Linked DNA regions of Sus scrofa: regions 2, 3 and 4 are each linked to region 1. Evidence: chromatin contacts called from public Hi-C and HiChIP or PLAC-seq data. All regions are on one chromosome and are shown on one strand. The core of a region is the stretch at or near the end of the contact, and the rest is flanking DNA. Distances in the headings are between cores, read along the strand shown. Region 1 holds the start of ADRB2 (adrenoceptor beta 2). Region 2 has its middle 84 kb from the start of ADRB2. Region 3 has its middle 65 kb from the start of ADRB2. Region 4 has its middle 100 kb from the start of ADRB2.

Region 1 (3,133 bases), core at 199-2,698:
AACTGTACAAGAAACAATCACTCAAATAATGTTTTCTCTTTTTTACAACTTAAAAAAATAAAAAATAAAAAGGCAGAAGGATGTTCCTCCTCCTGCACATCTCTATAGACGTTCATTCTAAATTCATCACACTCGAGTTGTTTAGTGTTTGGCTGGGAGGGAAAGGGGCGCTTAGAAAGTAGACACCTGCATCACAGCATGGAGTCATTTGTACTACAGTTCCTCCCCTGTGAATCAGTGCTATCATCGGGCACAGTACCTTGCCGGTGTGCACAGCCTTCCGGGCCTGGGGGCTCCTCACACAGCCGTTCGCTGTCTTTCTCCTCCCCCAGGTAACAGCCACTCTGTTCCCCTGTGTAGTCAGTCCTACCGTTGCTGTTGCTGGAGCAGCCGTTCCCATAGGCCTTCAGGGAAGACCTGTGCAGGCACAGAAGCTCCTGGAAGGCCATCCTGAAATCTGGACTCCGGCAGTAGATGAGGGGGTTGAACGCCGAGTTGACGTAGCCCACCCAGTTTAGCAGGATGTAAACTTCCTTGGGGATGAGGTTGTCATGGATCCCGTGCACAATGTTGACGATGAAGAAGGGCAGCCAGCACAGGGTGAACGTCCCCATGATGATCCCTAGCGTCTTGAGGGCTTTGTGTTCCTTCAAGCAGAACTTGGAGGACCTCCGATGTCCCGGCCCGCTCCGCCCATCCTGCTCCGCTTGGCTGAGGTTCTGGGCGTGGAAGCGGCCCTCAGACTTGTCGATCTTCTGGAGCTGCCTTCTGGCTACTTGAAAGACCCTGGAGTAGACGAAGACCATGACTACCAGGGGCAGGTAGAAGGACACGATGGAAGAGGCGATGGCGTAAGGCTGGTTGGTGAAGAAGTCGCAGCAGGCCTCCTCTGCATAGCAGTTTAAGGCTTCCCGGTGGGTGGCCTGGTACCAGTGCATCTTAATGGGTAAGAAGGAGATAAGGCCCGACACGACCCACACCATCAGAATGACCACCCGGGCCTTGTTCTTGGTCAGCAGGCACTGGTACTTGAAGGGGGACGTGATGGCAAGGTAGCGATCCACGGCGATCACGCACAGGGTCTCAATGCTGGCCGTGACGCACAGCACGTCAATGGAAATCCAAAACTCGCACCAGAAACTGCCGAAAGTCCACATTTTCATGAGGATGTGGCTGGCCCCAAAGGGCACCACCGCCAGGCCCATGACCAAGTCAGCACAGGCCAGGGAGGTGATGAAGTAGTTGGTGACCGTCTGGAGACGCTCGAACTTGGCGATGGCTGTGATGACCAGCACGTTTCCAAACACGATGGCCAGGACAATGAGCGACATGACGATGGCCATGCCCACCACCCATGCCTCGTTCCGCTCCTGTGGGACGTCCTGGTCCGGCGCATGGCTTCCGTTGGGCGCCAGCAAGAAGACGCTGCGGTTCCCGGGCTGCCCCATGGCGCGCAGGCGGGCAGGTGAGCGCGCTGGCAGCCGGCGCACCCGCCGCGCCTCAGCGGGCCGACCTCCGGCGGGGGGCTGCGGGCAGCGAGCGGGCGCCTAGAAGCCTCATTCAGCGGCCGTGGGGTGGGTGTGGAGGGGGCGCGTGGTGCACTCAGCTCCCGGGGTGCTCGAGGCTCGCAGTGCCGGCGGGTCTCTGCCTGCGCTCCGGAGAAGCCGCCTCGGAGTGCGCGCTGCCCGTTATGTGCACAGGACTTGAGGGGAACTGCCCTCCCCGTGACGTGCTCCAACTTGGGACCAATGGCGCGCGGGAAGCCCCAAAGGGGCGAGGCCCCCCCCCCCCCCCCCGCCCCTTCCCTCCCTCTCCCGCCTCCTCCTGGGGCTGGCCCGGGCGGGGCCCCGCTGCTCCCTGCCGGCCGGTCGCCACTCCCTCCAGGCTACCCAGGCTGGCCCCAGGGCTGAAGCTGAAGTTGGGGGGTGCCGCTTACCAGCGAGCTGGGAGCTGCGCAGTCTTCTGTGGCTGCTACCTGCCTGCCCGGGCTTGTCGTGAGGCCTGAGGACCCTGGGCAGAGGGTAGTGCGCAGGCACTCCCTCCTATTCGGAAATAGACGAGAATGAGAGTGCCCGCCAGGACACGCACGGACAGGCACAATTCACCTGGCAGACGTGCACGGACTTAGACGGAGCCACAGCCACCGACACGCAGACACACCCATCCAGCACACCGACAAGCACACGCGCGTGCGCGCACGGACACACACACACACACAAGCAAATCGGCGCAAAGTCAACCTTAACTAACGCAGAGACGTGGTCAGGAACAAACCCAGCAGCACCCAGAACCACAAAGTCATAGGCACACACGAAAAGAAGTAAACAACACACTAAGGGCCACGTGGAGGCAAGCCGGGAGTCACAGCCAAGGACGTCCCCACCCATGTTCTACAAACCCTTCTCCGGCACCCTGGATCTCCGTCCTTTCCTCCCCAGCATGCGGACATTTCGCATATTCCCTTTCAAACATTTGGCGAGACCTCAGGAGGTGACTTCAGCAGCTGCCCATTTCCTCAGCTCGCTCGCTGTCAAGGACTTTCGGTGCTCTCCTTGGGAATCTGCAGGCACTGAGACAGGCTTTTACGCTTGGGATTTCATTCAGACCTGGGCTATCCATGCGTGTGTTTGGGGACAGAAAGAGAAAGTTGTATGCTTTAATTTTAATTCTAGTGAGTGTGGCATCACTCCTTCATTATCTGTTCAAGTGAAAATGTACTGAAAATAGAATAATTTTTCTTTGAAGCTCTACTTCATTCATGCCTGGGCAACTAGAAAAATCATCTGCTGGGTAGTTTGGTGATCCGAGCCATATGAAATTGCTGCTATTCTATAATCTCTGCTTCTAAAACATGGCAATTTATTATGGTTCACATTACTAAGAATGTGTAACATTAAAAATGTTTTGAGGCGTTCCCGTCGTGGCGCAGTGGTTAACGAATCCGACTAGGAACCATGAGGTCGCGGGTTCCATCCCTGGCCTTGCTCAGTGGGTTAACGATCCGGTGTTGCCATGAGCTGTGGTGTGGGTCGCAGATGTGGCTCAGATCCAGCGTTGCTGTGGCTCTGGTGTAGGCTGGCAGCTACAGCTCCGATTAGACCCCTAACCTGGGAACCTCCATATGCCGCAGGTG
Region 2 (2,897 bases), core at 289-2,788, 84 kb before region 1:
ACCTCGTTCTTATTCTCATTCAGCAGCTGAGGAATCTGAGGCACAAAGAGCTCTACAGGCAGGACCCTCCGAAGCCTTATGGGGCGTGTGCGCTTCGAGGCTGTTCTGAGGGTGAGGGGACGGTGCAAGACCAGATCAGGGAAGCGCCGGCCCTCCCCTTCCTGGATCCAGAGCTCTTATTCTGGTAAGTGTTTTATATGGTGGACTTCTGCAACATATTTCTTAGAGGAGCAGGGTTTTATCTAGCTAGAAAAAGGTCTGTAAGCAAGCAAATGAAAACGAGATGTTTTAGTTTTGCAGATAGGATACCAAGGTTTCAGGGACATTAGATCCCCTGGCAGTTATCATCAGTGGCAAAGCCAGGTCTAAAAATCTCGATTCCAAATAGTCCAGGAATCTCTTTCCTGTGCTATGTTGCTCTGGTGCCCAGGTGTTTCTAGAATGGCCCTTGAATTTGGTATAACTCACTCACCACAACTTCTCTGTTTCCAGATGTATATTCTGAGCAATACGAGTAAAATAGGGTCAGTTACATGGTAAGTTTAGAAATATTTGTCTCGCGGAGTCACTGGAGGAAAACAGGAAAGACGAGGCCAAGCTCGTCAAGGCAGGAAGTGGAAAGAGGACTCGGGGCACCTGTGTGTGTGTGTGTGTGTGTGTGTGTGTGTGTGTGTGTGTGTGTGTGTGTGTGTGTGTGTGTGTGTGTGTGTAGGTCTGTGTGCGTGGGGGGTGCTGCATATGCCAACATAGGCAAGCTTCTGACCCTGGAATAAAGATGACAATAGCAGTGACAGTAACAGTAGCATTATTTCCTTTTACATTTAAAAAAATTAATTTTTTATTATAGTGGATTTGCAGTGTTGTGCCAATTTCTGCTGTATAGCAATAACATTATTTCTTGAATGTCTAATATGTGACAACTTTCAAAAAGCTAAATGCTTTATCTGCATCCTCAAATTTAAATGGTGAGGTCAGTCAGCCCTCCCCATTTCCTTGAAGGGGAGACAAAATCTTATAGGGCTGGTAATTGGCAGCAAGAAACTCAACCAAAGTCTGTCTGACATTAAAATGTGCACTCTGATCCCATCAGCTACACTTGGACTTCAGAGCCCCCAGAGTCACAGGGACTCAGGCATTTTGGTACCAGTGGCAGCTCTTGAGATTGGATCTGCCTCAGAGGCAGGGCCCCTGACTTCCACGCCGAGACACCATGAAAAGCTTGAATTAGATCTACCTCTCCAGCAAGTTGAGTCAGTCCAGGATGATTCAGCCGCCTGCAACTTGGCTGTCTGAGGTTCTTTGACCTGGGAACCAAGCCTTCCATTCCCCACGTAAAGATAAAATATCACGATTCTTGTAGCTGTGTTTTAGTCAGTGAGCAAGTTGGAAACAGTGGCCAAAAGCAATCCCAGCATGTGTACAGCCTTTTAAGATTTTCAAAGTATTTCCCCTCTGTGTTTTGTCAAGGTAATTAGAGCAGCCCCTCTTTGACAGATCAGATCAGAGGGAAGTGTTACGTACATCTCAGAAGGGCTCGACTGGGAACTCAGTACCTCATCTTTTTAGGCCATTTCCTCTTTGCCGGGCACTGGAACGATGAAGGTCCTAGGAGGGGTTAGAAGCTTGAAGGGTGGGGAGAAGTTCTGCTGAGGGACCCACTGTGGGAAAGGAAAAAAAAATCAGCAACAATAAGTGACTCTTCAGAGGGTGCAGCGCTGGCCAGCCTGCTTCTCTTCAGCCGGGTGGGGGCCCAGAGGAGCTGTGCCCGGAGGTATTTTTGTCTCGTTGCTTCAGCTCAGGCAGCTCCACTTGGAATGATTTATGATGAGTTCTTGGGTTTGTTTTGTAAACACAGCTCATACGGCAGGAGGGAGTGACATTCCCAGGGTCTTCCTTTATGAGCACTGAAATTATTTTGCTTTGGGCTGATGCTCTCAGGTTGTTGAACCTAGTACATTCGGATGGGAAAAGGCAGCGCAGGTCACCCAGCCTCTGTCTCATTTTGCAGCTGGTGAAGCCGAGGCCTGGAGACGGCGAGGGAGTTGCCTGAGGCGCACAGCTTTGGCCAGGGCCTGGGCTGGAACACCCCTGCGTGCTCAGCTGTCTCTTCCATCATCACGATAGCTCTGGGGGCTGAGGGGAACAGTGAGCCCGCAAGATGCAGTCTGCTCCTTCGTGGAGCTCGGGCTTTATCGGGGGAGCGTGGCCAAACAGATCATCAAAAGCCACTTTGAGATGTCACTCCCCACCGGTCAGAGTGGCTGTTATCAGAAAGTCAAGAAATACGGAGTTCCCGGCTTCCCACTTATGCCGTGGAAATGAATCCGACTAGGAACCATGAGGGCTTCGCTCAGTGGGTTAAGGATCCGGTGTTGCTGTGAGCTGCGGTGTAGGTTGCAGACGTGGCTTGGACCCCGAGTGGCTGTGGCTGTGGCCGTGGCCGTGGCCGTGGCCAGCAGCTGAAGCTATGATTCGACCCCTAGCCTGGGAACTTCGTATATGCCATGGGTGGGGCCCTAAAAAGCAAGAACAACAACAACAACAACAAAACAGGTCAAGAAATAAATACTGGTGAGGATGTGGAGAAAAGGGGACCGTGTGCACTGTTGGCAGAAAAATAGAAATTGGTGCAACCACTATGGAAAACAGTTTGGAGCGTCCTCAAAAAAACAAAAATAGAACTATCATACAAAGGAGCAGTTTTACTTTTGCAAATTATCTGAGGGAAAAAAAACACTAGCTCGAACAGATATATGCACCCAGTGTTCATTGAAGCATTATTTATAACAAAAAAGATATGGAAGCAACCTAAGTGTCCATTGATAGATAAATGGATAAAGATGTGGTACAAACATACAGTGGAATATTAGTCACAGAGAAGGAAATCCTTTTTTTTT
Region 3 (2,724 bases), core at 6-2,505, 65 kb before region 1:
GATTGCTCTGGGCGTTGCTGACTAAACCCAGAGTATAGTTTCTACCAGAGTGAGGGGCTGACAGTTTTCTGAGTCAGAGGAGCCTCTAAAGTATTTAGGGTTGAGGAAGATGAAAGTTTCAAGTAATGGTTGCCATGCACTTATGAAGGACAGAGAAACAAGGGCTCATGTGACCTCTGGCTCTCGTTCACCTCCATGCTTGCTTTTTTTTTTTTTTTTTAGGGCCACACCCTAGGCATATGGAGGCTCCCAGGCTAGGGGTCTCATCAGAGCTGTAGCCGACGGCCTACACCACAGCCACAGCAACGCCAGATCTGAGCCGCATCTGCGATCTACACCACAGCTCACGGCAACGCTGGATCCTTAAGCCACTGAGCGAGGCCAGGGGTCGAACCTGCAACCTCATGGTTCCTAGTCGATTTGTTTCCGCTGGGCCACAATGGGAACTCCCACCTCCGTGCTTGTTGAGTCCATTTCATGTGACTTCCCGCCTGGCCTTGGTCCTCCCTGCGATGTCCCTCAGCTGTTCATGCTGCAGTCACTGGCGCCGGGCCCTGTGCTACAGGTCGGTGAAGCTGAAGGTGGATCTGACCCTGGCTGTGATGCTGCCGGGTGGCAGGGCAGCCCCACGGGAGCAGCTATGCTGGATGTGACTTGTGTGCTCTAACACCTGGGGTGCCACAGCGAGTCATTCTGCCCTGGGGTGACATCTGGGCCCAGAAGGCGAGGAGGAGCTGAAAGTGGAGAGAGCAGGCATGCCAGGCGCGAAACATGGCACACACAAAGGCATGAACTCTCTTCCACCCTGTCCCCCTTTGTCACCCACTGTGGGTGGCGCTGTGGGAGGCAATGGGTCAGGAATTGCAGGGTCAGAGCCCAAGGCAAGCAGAGCCGGTGCTCGGGAGGCTCCTTCCTCTTTCCTCTGCAAATGGAGGCCCCCGACGGGCCTTCCCTCCCTCTCCTTCTCCTGCTTCAGAGGACCCGCATCCTCCTGGGTCGGAGGACCAGCTCTGGCCCTGCCTTCAGCCCCCAGGTCCCTCTCCACTCCGTCACCAGGCACCGTCGATCCCTTCCGGGCCCCGTGGGCTGTCCTCGCTGCTGTCCAGTTCCACAGCTACTGCCAAGGTTCAAACCCCAGCCGTCTCCCACCCGGCTGGTTGCAAAACCTCCATGTTGGTCCCGAGCCCGAGGCCTCTTTGTTCCTCGCCGTCCTGTGTGTGTTGCCAGATGAATCTTCCCCACACGGTGTTTTGTTGACCTCATGCACCTGTTTTGAAATCTTTGTGAGCACATTTCCTCAGACCTCACCGTCTGCTGTGTGCAGACAAGGCCGTGTTCGAATTCGTGACCCAGTTGTCTCTGGCGCCTGCCTCTCTGCTGACATGGGCCGTGGTCTCTTCCAAACTGTACCCCGAGCAGTTCTGGGAAGCCCCGGGTATCCTCGGACCATCTGGACGCGTCTGTGACCAGGCCGGACATACCCCGGGAAAAAGTGTGTGGAGGTTTTACATAGCAATGTGACAGGCTGTGACCTTTAGCACACGTGACTTTTTAATGTTGCAAAGCAAACAAACAAGACGCTGCCCCAACAAAAAGCCGCTGGTCCTTCACCACAGAGGCTTTGCGAGCCGCAGCCCTGGGTCTCATATGCAAATACCCCTCTGTGTGTTTCCTCATCTGCTCCCTGTTACCCACTGGCAGCCTTGGAGTTGCTTTTTCAGAAAATCAGTCCTTCCTGCTCCACTTCTTGGAGCACAGCTCCCCAGTGTCTTCATACAAGAAACAGCTTGCTTAGAGAGTGAGAGAGAGAAAATTCAGAGCATCTGCCCTTTTAACATTAAATTTGAAAGAGAAAGACAAACACCGTATGATATGACTTATATCTGGAATCTAATATACGGCACAAACGAACCTCTCCACAGAGAAGAAACAAACCTGTGGACGTGGAGAACAGACGTGTGGCTGCCCAGGGGTGGGGGAGGGGGTGGGATGGACTGGGGGTTTGGGGTTAATAGATGCAGACTACTGCCTTTGTTACGGATAAGCAATGAGATCCTGCTGTGTAGCACGGGAACTGTGTCTAATCATTTGTGATGGAACACGATGGAGGATAATTTGAAAAAATTAATGCATATAAATGTATAACTGGGCCACTTTGTTCTACAGCAGAAATTGACCGAACATTGTAAATCAACTATAAAAAAAGACAAAAAACATTAAGTTTGAGATTTCCATTTCAAATTACTATTTGCATTCTTTCTCTAAAGTATTTTTCCCCCTGTTTAGCATGATGACTTTAAAAAAACACACTTTATTTATTTATTTTTGTCTTTTGTCCTTTTAGGGCCGCACACGCTGTATATGGAGGTTCTCAGGCTAGGGGTCGAATTGGAGCTGTAGCTGATGGCCTGTACCACAGCCACAGCAACGCCAGATCCAAGCCACGTCTGCAACCTACACCACAGCTCATGGCAACGCCGCATCCTTAACCCACTGAGCAAGGCCAGGGATCGAACCCGAAACCTCATGGTTCCTAGTTGGATTGGTTTCTGCTGCACCACCACGGGAACTCCATAAAAAAATACACTTTAAAATCAACTTTATTGGGAGTTCCCATCATGGTTCAGTGGTTAATGAATCTGACTAGGAACCATGAGGTTGGGAGTTTGATCCCTGGCCTTGCTCAGTGGGTTCAGGATCCAGCATTGCCATGAGCTGTGGTGT
Region 4 (3,142 bases), core at 550-3,049, 100 kb before region 1:
TGCCAGGCACTGTGCCAGCTGCTGGAGATACAGGAGAAAGTGAGTTATGTGTGGCCTTGGACCTCCGGGTGCTCAAATCTTACGGGCGATGTGGATAAGAAACCAGACCATCCCCATGCAGTGTGGTCCAGGCTCCCCAGGGGAGCTGAGACGCGGGCCTCCTAAGGAGGGTGGGAGTGGCTTATGGAGGAGAGAGTTTCTGAGCTAAGGCCTAGAGAATGAGCCAGGCCAGGAGACGCGGAAAGAGTGCTGTGAGTGGAGAGAAGGGTTTGTGGGCCGGCCCCAAAGGGAGAGAGGGCACATGGCAGGAATCCAGTGTGGCAGTGGCTGGCTCGTCCCGGTGGGGTGGCCATAAGCTGGGGAGGAGCGGCAGCCATCAAAGGAGGCTGAGCATCTGGGAGCAGTGAGGTCCTGCAACCTGAAGAGAGGGGACATGGGGAAGGAGCCTTGCTGTTCACTGGACATGACCTTGCCTTCTCTGGGCCTGTTTTCTCACCTGTCACGTGGACAGGGGGGCTCGGTGACGGCCCACATACTTTCCCAAGGCTGCTGTCTAAGCTCCCGTCAGGCCGGGTGAACCCTGTGCGTCCCCCCTTCCCCACCCCTGTGCTCTCTGCCGCCTCCCATCCTGCCCCACATCCTCTCTGTCCTGTGCCGTCCACCCTGGCCTCTTCCTCTGCCACTCCTCAGAAGCCGTGTCTCGTAGGAGCACCTCCTTGATGGGGTGATCATGTCACCCACTTTTCCATCCTCGTCCTGTGCCCTTCTCCGCACCGCACCCGAACTTCTCTCTCCAGCTCCCAGAGCTGTTTCTTGTCTGGAATTCTCAGCCTCCTCCCTCCCCTCACCACGTCTCACTTTTGTCTTGCCAATCCTTCCAGTTCCAGCTAAGCCCTTTCTTCAGCGAAGCCCTCCTCTAGGGGCCCAGCGCCTGCCCCGTGCTGTGTTAACACTCTGCCTCCTTCCCAGCGCTCGCAGGGCAGTACTAACGTGGTCGTGTGTGATGACGGATGCCCACTCCTTCCGAGACAGAAGCAGGGGCAGGGGGCGAAGCACGTGTTTAGTAGGTTCTGGGTGGTGAGTTGAGTGGATAAGTGGCTGTCAGTGGATTTAATGCCTTTCACACATATATAAGTTATTAATTATGCTCAGGCCAGGACTGTAAACTGAAACTTTGTTCATCAGTTCACAAAGTAGAGTGACATGTTTTGCCACTAGAGGGCATCGTGAAACCGTAAAGTTGGGGGTGAGCCTCAGGGACCCTGGCCTCTTTTTGAGTTGACGTGTAAAGTTCAGTCACTTTGTATTCTGTGTCCACTCAGGACACATCAATTAAAATTTTAAAAAATGTGTAGACCCTTATGAGTTGGAAGGCTTGCCAGAGCCTGTTTGGTCCAACCCTGGACACTTGAGACCTGAGGGAGAGTGAGTTCCCCTGCCTTCATTGGCCCCAGGACACCGATTTGTTCCTGGCTGTGGGAAAATCCCTCTTTTTCAATATTCCTTTTTTCCTATTTTGTAGGAGAAACTGTTGTAACTCCTGTCTCTTTCAATCCATCCAATAAATATTTACTGACTTTCCACCGTGCGATGGGCACTGTGTTAGGTGCTAGTATTTCTAGTTTGCAAAACAGGCCTCTGTCTCATGGAGTCCACTGTCTGGTTGGGAAAATGAATATTGAAAAGTAATATATAGATACTATCTGTGATTAGTGCAAAATGAAAGTCAGAGCCTGAGGACAGGACATAACAGAGCTCCTGCCTCTTTCTTGAGCTCCCTCTTGGAGGAGGGCCATTTGGCAGAAACCCAGAGGCTGAGCAGCCACTGGCAGAGGGATCAGAAGGCCAGGTTTCCACCCTGGAGTTCCCTGGTGGCCTGCTGGTTCAGGATCTGCTATTATCACTGCTGTGGCTCACATTTGATCCCTGGCCTGGGAATTTCTGCATGCCAGAGGTGTGACCAAAAAAAAAAAAAAAAGACCAGGCTTCTATCAACAGGCCCATTTGGGCTGCCAGGCGTTGCCGGGAAAGTCCTGTGCCCTCTGTCTTCTCTTCTCCCCTCTGTGTGCTTATAGGAGCGCTTCGAGCCTCAGCTTTTGATTAGGAGGGCACATATCTTCAACATCTGAGGTGCATTGTGCAAGGCTCTTAGTCCCGGGGTCCAGCCCAGGGGTTTGACCAGCCTCCTGGGTGGAAAGGGGAGTCCGAATTGGTGGCCTCCCACTGAGCAGTGGCCCAGTGGCTGAACCTCAAATCTTGTTCTTGATTTTGGGCAAACCCCTGGGGCAAATCCTTGGGGCAGCTTGGCTCAGGCCTAGGAAGTCTGCGACCTTAAGACCTCGCATAAAGGCTTTCCCTGTGGCTCAGACTGCCCCGAGGAGGAGGAGGAGCTGGCTTGTGCGCATGTCTGTGCGTGGACCTCCCCTCCGCGATGCCGAGGTGGAGGAGGCCCCCAGCGCCGGCACGTTGCCGAGCTCTCCAGGTGACTCGGCTGCGTCTTAAGGTCTGGATAGCCTCACCCTGGAGCTTTCTGTAGAAAGGATTTGTGACACTCAGCCCTCCAGTGGGCTTTGATTTACGTTTTATCACGTGTCTTCCAGAAAAGTTTTTGTCGTTCATCTGATATCCTCAGTGCACACAGGGACCTCCCTTTCGGGCGTCGCCATTCGTGGTGGGACGTTTCACTCCAATAGAGTCTTTCATGTCCATTAATTTCTGCACATGAGGATCACACCTATTTATGCTGCACGGACTAAGTAGCTAATTAAATGAAAACATCAGGAATTTCGCTTTCTGGAAGGTGGGCAGTCTGAATTTCCAGAAGGTAGGGAGATGGGGAAAATTTGTGGCAGGAGGCACAAAGAATTAAATTTCAAAACCTAGAGTTAAGCTCCTCCAGGTTAAAGCACTTATTTATTGTGAGATTTGTAATGACTGCCCACCTGGGACAGGTGAGCCCTGGATGAAGTGTCCCCTGAATGCAGTTAAGAACCTGATGCCCTTGAATGTGCCATTGCTGAGAAGGCTTCTGCCAGGGAGCCATCTGTGGGATTAAGGAACACTCTGATCGCCTCACTCGGAGCTGAAAAAGGGCTCATGCAGAGATATCTTGCATCTCAAAAATGTCTTGGCTTTTGATAAG

What was found. Hi-C and Micro-C count contacts between places; a contact is called where the count stands out from the background. HiChIP or PLAC-seq counts read pairs in DNA pulled down with a chosen protein or histone mark.
Region 2: an H3K27ac HiChIP or PLAC-seq map of skeletal muscle shows a contact between it and region 1. The contact joins the enhancer-like site here to the promoter of ADRB2 in region 1. A contact is called at or near these places in 7 of 47 Hi-C or Micro-C datasets (embryonic fibroblasts, fetal skeletal muscle, heart right ventricle and 3 more) and 1 of 2 datasets of contacts at active chromatin or transcription factors (skeletal muscle).
Region 3: a Hi-C map of liver shows a contact between it and region 1, with 2.0 times the contacts expected there. The contact joins the enhancer-like site here to the promoter of ADRB2 in region 1. A contact is called at or near these places in 1 of 5 promoter capture datasets (liver), 6 of 47 Hi-C or Micro-C datasets (blood, liver and skeletal muscle) and 2 of 2 datasets of contacts at active chromatin or transcription factors (alveolar macrophages and skeletal muscle).
Region 4: a contact with region 1 is called in an H3K27ac HiChIP or PLAC-seq map of skeletal muscle. The contact joins the enhancer-like site here to the promoter of ADRB2 in region 1. A contact is called at or near these places in 8 of 47 Hi-C or Micro-C datasets (embryonic fibroblasts, fetal skeletal muscle, heart right ventricle and 3 more) and 2 of 2 datasets of contacts at active chromatin or transcription factors (alveolar macrophages and skeletal muscle).

The regions. Positions count from the first base shown.
Region 1 is chr2:150,032,111-150,035,243 of Sscrofa11.1, reverse strand. It overlaps ADRB2 (adrenoceptor beta 2), which reads right to left and starts at 1,448. Exons shown (of 1, transcript NM_001128436.1): 1 at 192-1,448. The coding sequence starts at 1,448. The coding sequence ends at 192.
Region 2 is chr2:150,115,987-150,118,883 of Sscrofa11.1, reverse strand. No RefSeq gene overlaps it. Among named protein-coding and RNA genes, the nearest start is that of ADRB2, 84 kb to the right of the region's middle. Within about 2 kb of position 1,538, at least 7 of the 83 cell types and tissues checked have an H3K27ac peak or open chromatin away from gene starts, as enhancers often do. A contact at or near this core is called in skeletal muscle, where this site is marked.
Region 3 is chr2:150,097,247-150,099,970 of Sscrofa11.1, reverse strand. No RefSeq gene overlaps it. Among named protein-coding and RNA genes, the nearest start is that of ADRB2, 65 kb to the right of the region's middle. Within about 2 kb of position 1,255, at least 4 of the 83 cell types and tissues checked have an H3K27ac peak or open chromatin away from gene starts, as enhancers often do. A contact at or near this core is called in liver, where this site is marked.
Region 4 is chr2:150,134,683-150,137,824 of Sscrofa11.1, reverse strand. No RefSeq gene overlaps it. Among named protein-coding and RNA genes, the nearest start is that of ADRB2, 100 kb to the right of the region's middle. Within about 2 kb of position 1,799, at least 8 of the 83 cell types and tissues checked have an H3K27ac peak or open chromatin away from gene starts, as enhancers often do. A contact at or near this core is called in skeletal muscle, where this site is marked.